Linked DNA regions of Mus musculus: region 1 is linked to region 2. The links are chromatin contacts, called in public ChIA-PET maps. All regions are on one chromosome and are shown on one strand. Each heading gives the region's core, a stretch centred on a gene start, on an enhancer-like site or on the middle of the called end of the contact. The rest is flanking DNA. Distances are from core to core; before and after follow the strand shown.

Evidence for each region. ChIA-PET counts read pairs in DNA pulled down with a chosen protein or histone mark.
Region 1: a contact with region 2 is called in an RNA polymerase II ChIA-PET map of memory CD8 T cells, with 6 read pairs. The contact joins the enhancer-like site here to the promoter of Mrfap1 in region 2. A contact is called at or near these places in 2 of 39 promoter capture datasets (embryonic stem cells and neural stem cells), 1 of 484 Hi-C or Micro-C datasets (embryonic stem cells), 2 of 115 datasets of contacts at active chromatin or transcription factors (memory CD8 T cells and pancreatic cancer cells) and 2 of 9 other capture datasets (adipose tissue and liver).

Annotation. Positions count from the first base shown.
Region 1 is chr5:37,035,367-37,038,586 of GRCm38.p6, reverse strand. It overlaps a transcript of Jakmip1 not described here. Among named protein-coding and RNA genes, the nearest start is that of Gm52814, 7.3 kb to the right of the region's middle. Within about 2 kb of position 1,551, at least 22 of the 459 cell types and tissues checked have an H3K27ac peak or open chromatin away from gene starts, as enhancers often do. A contact at or near this core is called in memory CD8 T cells, where this site is marked.
Region 2 is chr5:36,794,435-36,798,059 of GRCm38.p6, reverse strand. Mrfap1 (Morf4 family associated protein 1) reads left to right here and starts at 1,306. Exons shown (of 2, transcript NM_026242.3): 1 at 1,306-1,857; 2 at 2,116-3,193. The coding sequence starts at 1,467. The coding sequence ends at 1,844.

The DNA of each region.
Region 1 (3,220 bases), core at 302-2,801, 240 kb before region 2:
ACAGAGAAAGCCTGCTTGGTCAGGAACAGTGGCTAGACAGTGCAGCCAACAAAGCAAGTCCGTTCCCTGTCCAGAGGATGCTCCAGGGACAGCCCATTGCCTCCATTCATATAATGTGTCTGTAACAACTAGGAAATATTCCCTTATTGTCATAGTTTGAATATGATTGGCCCAGGGAGTGGCACTATTTGGAGGTGTGGCCTTATTGGAGTAGGTGTGTCACTGTGTACATGGATTTAAGACCCTTGCCCTAGCTTCCTGGAGGTGAGTATTCTGCTAGCAGCCTTCAGATGAAGATGTAGAACTCTCAGCTCCTCCTGTATCATGCCTGACTGGATGCTGCCATGTTCCTGCCTTGGTGATAACGGACTGAACTTCTGAACCTGTAAGCCAGCCCCAATTAAATGTTGTCCTTCTAAGAGTTGCCTTGGTCATGGTGTCTGATCACTCATGGAAAGAGAGGACTTAAAGGACTCAAGAAGTTGGAGGCTGTAGAGAAGGCTCAGTAACTGAGAGTACTTGTTGCCCTTGCAGGGAATCTAAGTTCATTTCTCCAAATCTACACATCTTGTGGCTTATAGTCAATCATAACTCCAGTTCCAAGGGATCTGATGCCCTCTTCTGACCTCCCTGAGCACCAGACATGCATAACACATGTACACCTGCAGGAAAAACACTCATACATACAAAATAAAGATATTTTTAATTCCCTAGGAAGTAAATAAAACTTAGAAGTCTCAGGAAGCACCTGAAACTCACAGGACTCACACACACACACACACACACACACACACACACACACACACACACACACGACCCTCGATCACATAGCCAAAGTCATTTCAATTTATGTGTGAGCCCAACCCACTTCCACCTTGATACCTGCCAGACACTTTCAGGCACCAGAGCTCCACGGAAGAAGCCAGCAAGGGATCATTCAACACACAGTGTCCTAACTGGCCTGGCAGAAAGTGGTAGATTAGGCACCCCTGCTGGAGATAGCAGGGGCCACAGCCATGTAGGGAAGTACTGGAAAACATCTTAAGTTTCTAGGGTAAAATATTGTAGCCGACTTGAGAAACTAATACCCTTAGTAGAAGTGACACTAGGAGTGTCCAGCACTCTCCAGACATATCAGAGTGACTACCTAGGCTACAAGTTAGTGATAAGCAACTGTGAGCCCTCCCACTCCCACCCCACAGCACAAAGCTATGAGCAGAAAACCTTGTGGATGGGACCATCAGTATTCCCTGCCTCCAGCCTTCAAAAAGCCATTTGGGCTGGTGTCAATACTAGGTTTGTATTTTTATTCAAACTGTGTGCCCTGTGGGTCTCTCCCCTCCCCAACAAAGGCAGCTCCAGGTTCTCTAAGACCTGGGGGCCCAAGATACAAGAAACCCTGCTGAGGACAATGGTTCCCTGTCACTGTTTGTCATCAGGCTGAGCTTCTGGTTCACAGAACAGGAAACCAAAGAGCCACAATCCTCCCTGGCCCAAGGTCACACAGGCAACAGAAGACAGAGTTGGGGTGGGGAAACTGGTGGGTGTAAATACCTTGTACTACCAACACTTAGCCTCAGGGAGCTTCAGCCTACAGCAGCAGGGCCCAACATGGATACTGTCACTTCAGTTGTGCAGTGCTAGAGCAAGCCCAGGCCTTGGGCAGGGGTCGGGGAGGCGGGGCTAGTTAGCCCCGAGCCTACCCCATCAGTCTGTCACTTTAAATATTCTAGTGATTACATCATAAAATTGAAACAGCAACTAGTAATATTAACAGTACTCAACACCTCCCCAGCAGGACCCTCTCCCCACATGCCCATGGCTCCACTCACCCCTGGGCTTATTCACATTAGTAAGTCTGACCCCTTGCCTGCTGGAGTCATGTCTCAGAGCTCAGGAGCCACACTGCTGCAACAGCAGCTCAGCTCCGGAGGTCTCCTGGTCATCTGACACAGGTACCTGAGTTTCCAAGCCTGAGGACGCTCACTCAGTCTAAGCACCTCCAGCAGGGGTATCACAAACCTTATACTGGGCTAGCCTTTCATGCCTTAGCAACAGCAGACCGGGGAAAAATAAGGACACCCTCCAGATCTTACAGAGGATGCAGAACCCAGAAAAAAATGAAGCCTTGTGCTCAGAGTGAGCAAGGCAGCATGGGGAAAACTAAGTCACCCCACCTCCACGCAGCAGTGATGAGTGGTGCACGTGAACACCACCTGGATGGCTGAAAACTTGGGAAATGAGTCTCCGCATGCATGATGCTCTTCAGGGTGGAGAGTGGACGTGAAAGAGGGAAACAAAGTCATATCAGCTCACGATGACTCTCAGAAGGAAACTGAAGCAAGGATGAGGGGAAAGTGGAGTTCTGACCTGCGACAGCACTTTAAGATGGGAAGGAAGCCAAACAGTCATCCAGGGCCAGGGCAGAAGACAGCCTTCCAGAGAGCAAACAGCAAACAGAAATGCTCGTCACAGCAAGAGTCCGGCATGTTCCAGAAACTGGCAGAGAGGCAGCTAGGGTTCCCTGCACTGTGCCAGCAGGCCTCCCTTGGCCGCTCCCCCACTCCTCAAGTCCTCTCCCCAGCTTCGGGGTACTCCCATGCTCTTGCTGGGGAGATGAGGAGCCACTAAACTGGACTCCTGGTTGGATGCTCCCAGCACAGGGCTGGGCATGGAGGACCCAGAACCATTGCAATGGTTAGTTAGCTTTATGGTCTGTAAATTTACATCGGTTATTTTTGTTGTTGTTGTTATTGTTTTAAGAAGTCATGTAGAACAGGGAAGGAGGTGGACTGCCTCAATGGAAGATGCAGATTGTTGACATCATTAAACAGTGTCCCATGCTGGAGTGCACAGGTACAGTGCCAGCCTCCAAAACACTATTAAAAGGGACATGGAAGGAGCCCTCTAATCTGTCGCTACCCACCTGACTTTTATGCCTCAGCTCTGCGGGGAAACAGGACACCCCTCCCATGGCACATCCCACTCTGTCCATCCCCGAGTTAAGTACCAAAACCTCTGGACTCAAAACACTGCGAGGGAGAGGCTACAGGCCAGAAGGCTGAGCCAGCACGTCCCTGTGACCTGGAATACACAAGCACATTACCACCACAAAGCCCAGACCCCACTGATGCACACAGAACCTCTTTCATTCCTCAAAGTGGTCCTTCAGCCAAGCCAGGGCCACAGGGAGAGAAAGCAGGCGGCCAGTGCCCAGTCC
Region 2 (3,625 bases), core at 57-2,556:
TTGGGTGGATTCATGGGTTCAACTAATTTGCTGGGTTGTACAGTAGAAGCTGTCTTAGCCATAGAGATCACATTCCCACCAATTAAGACGGGAGGGAGGGGCAGAGTGAGAGGGTGAGGGAGGGGAAGGGAGAGTAGTAGCGAGAGGGAGAGAAAGAAGAGAATTTCCTGGGATCAATGTATACCAGCCTTTCCCCATGTCAGGGTTCTGCAGTCTAAGTATCCTGATGCAGTGTGCAACAGTATCCCATTGTCCTCTGAACCATTTGCTTATTCATGTTCTTACCCTGGATTATTTTTAAACAAAAGCCACTGAGTGTAGAGTCCAATTAAAGATATGCACTTTATATATGCCTATGGTTGGTTTTTGCAAAATGGTTTCACGACTTGTGGTTAGAAAACCAGTGAGATACATAGTTTAGATTCCTGAGAAAGTACTGTCTGATCGTAGACTAAGAATTCGGCATCTCCCCTTAAAGTTCAGTGTTGGTTGAGTAACAGTTACGCAAATGTAGTCGTCTGAGCCAACTTCTGTCCTTTCCACAGCAAGTGATCACCAACTGAATGTGACCTGGGGCCTCAGAAAGCATCAGACAATAGTTTCACCTTAGGAAGCCAGGAGCTCTGTCAGGTAAAAACACACCCAGCCACTCCGTCAATCAAGATATGATAATTCACTTAAACTAACCAAAGGGGCGGAGCTATGAGCAGGATGACTGTCCACACATGGCTTTCCAAGATTCCTCTTTCCCCAGTTTCGAAAAACTGTTTTTGTTGTTGTTGTTGTTGTTTGTTTGGTGGTTTTGATTTGTTTTGAAACAGGGTCTATGTACTGAACTCACTATGTACACCAGGATGACCTCAAACTCAAGGATCGGTCTGCCTGCCGCCTCTACCTCCCAGGTGCTGGAATTAAAGGCGGGCTCTTTTTCTTTTTTAAAAGTAAACTTGTCGGGTGCGGTGGCTCACACCTGCGACACGGGAAGCTACGGCAAGAGGACTGCCTAGAGTTCAAGATCAGTTTAAGCCAAATAATTGAGTTCCAGGCCAGCCTTGGCTACAGCGTGAGGTCCTGTTTCAAAAAGTAAATAAATAAAATCGGAATAAGATACAGGAAGGGACGAACTTCGCATCACCCAGAGCAGCTGCAAAAGCTGCGAAAGGGAGGCCGACCTAATGTCAGCGCGCGGCCGCAGAGGCGCTCGCCCCGCCCCTTCGTGGACGCGAGCGCGCCCGCCCCTTTCAGCGCGGCCGTAAAGAGGGGGCGCGGAGGTGTCGTGAAAGGGGTCGCAAAGCGCCGAGCGCTGGTTGACGGTTGAGACTCCATTTTGTTCGTCGCTCGCCCGCTCGGCAGTCACTCGTCTCCGTGGCTTCTCCGAGGCGGAAAGTTGGACCGGCGGCGGAAGTTTTGAGGACTCGGCCCGAGCTCCGTCCGTGAGGGTCGTGCAGACGAGCAGAGCAGCGGCGATGCGGCCCCTGGACGCGGTGGAGCTGGCGGAGCCCGAGGAGGTGGAGGTGCTGGAGCCCGAGGAGGACTTCGAGCAGTTTCTGCTGCCCGTCATCCACGAGATGCGCGAGGACATCGCGTCGCTGACGCGCGAGCGCGGGCGCGCGCCGGCGCGCAACCGGGGCAAGCTGTGGGAGATGGACAATATGCTGATCCAGATCAAGACGCAGGTCGAGGCCTCCGAGGAGAGCGCCCTCAACCACCTGCAGGGTGCCGGCGGCGCCGAGCCCCGCGGCCCCCGGGCGGAGAAGGCCGACGAGAAGGCGCAGGAGATGGCGAAGATGGCCGAGATGCTGGTGCAGCTCGTGCGGCGGATAGAGAAGAGCGAGTCTTCGTGAGGAGCCGGCCGCGGTAAGGGCGGGAGCCTGGCGGGGCGTGGGCGACGGTGGGGGAGGAGGCTGGCTTGTCGCCTCGGGAGTAAACTAGGCCCCCCCTGGGGAAGGAGTAATAGCAAATCGTCGGCGGGGAGACCGTGGAAGTTTCCAGATGGTGCTGGAGAGCATGGGGCCCTAAGTGAGACAGCGTCCAGAAGGGGGCCGGGTATTTGCTTTGCTGTCCGGACAGCGTGATTAACCTCTCGGTGATGAATCTCTCCCGCCCGTGCCTTAGGTTTCCAGCCAATGGATTCTGGTTGAGTGATGGCGATTGGCTGACATGACACCCTGGAGAAGCTGAAACCAGAGAGCCTTTTGTTTTCCTTTTTTTTTTTTTTTATCTCCTTCTTATTTTTTTTTCTTTTCCCCTCTGTCTTCCCTCTGTTTCTCACTGACACTACGTTTCTGCTATGGTCTGCGGTTGACGACCTCGATATGAGTTTTTGATTATTCGGTGGTTCCTTTTTTTTGTTTGTTTGGGGGAAATAACTTTGATTTGGAAAATGCGCTCACATACGGGAATTAGGGCCTAGATTGTAAGCCCTGTGGCAGTTGAATAACGTTCATTCCTGGCCTTTGGTTGTTGTTCCTAAATTTTGAGGTGCTTTGCTCTTTCTTGGGTGACCTGATAGCTCCCTGAACTTTGAATCTCTGTGACACTTGAGACTCAGAGTTGAAGCTCACCGCCTCTGAAAGTTCTGAAGGAGCTGTGTTAATTCTCGAAGACTCCATGCAGCAATGGCAGAAGAGACCAGACTTCATCCGGGACAGTGGATGGGCCTTACATGGCTAGGACTGATGACCTGGGAGAAGGGTCGGAGGATAGTATTGTTTCTATTGGGGGACTTTAATTTCTGTGTGAGACCAAAGGAGGAGAGATGTATTTTGTGCAAAATTTAAATTTTATGTGCTACACTATCTATTGTAACCTGCCTGGTGAGTTTGTTGGGACAGCCTAACTCATTTCTAAAAGAAATGGAACCTCGGATGGGAGAAGAGGTCTTGTTAGTCTGTACAAGTTGGTATCCCCATATATTCGAGGAGATCCTGGCCATAAAATGAAAGATCCTTGCAATACCCTGTGTGGCCTAGGAAGGAAAACCTGCAATGGACCCAAAACTTAAAAGAAGAGGCGTCTTAAAGGTTCATATGTAGTCGAACTATAAATGTATGAGTGGCAGACCTGATAAGCGTTTGAGGTCAAAACCCTTACCATGTTGAAAACAAAATCTTACATGTTAATAAAAGTATTCGTTTGCTTGAAAAGATCAGCCCGGAGAGTTACTAAGAAATATTAAGTGAAGTCTTCCTTCAGTGGCCTGTGTTTAGTTTAAATGAACATTCTCCAGTTTTGGGAGTCTGGGTAAGCAGAAGGGGATTTCGACTGCTGTAGGAAACGTGAGAATAGGAAAGTCTTGATTCCTAGTAGCAAGTCCACAGTCTTAGCCTCTGAGACCAGTCCTTTTACTTGCCTTTTACTTGACTCCTGTTCTTTACCAGTCTTGATGATACAACAGCAACAATGTATTGACTCCCTTCAGACAAGAAGGGCTGGGTCCCCAACTGCTGGGATTGACCCTGTGTGGCCATCATCTCATTCCTAGGTGGCCAAAGTCTAGGGCCCTCCCTTTTAAGGACACCCCACCCTAGACATCTTAGAATTCTTGTGTCTGCTGAGGGAACTGCAGCCCAGCCTAACTTCTGACTGCTCTGCATGTTCCTATCCGGGAGTGACCATTGAACCT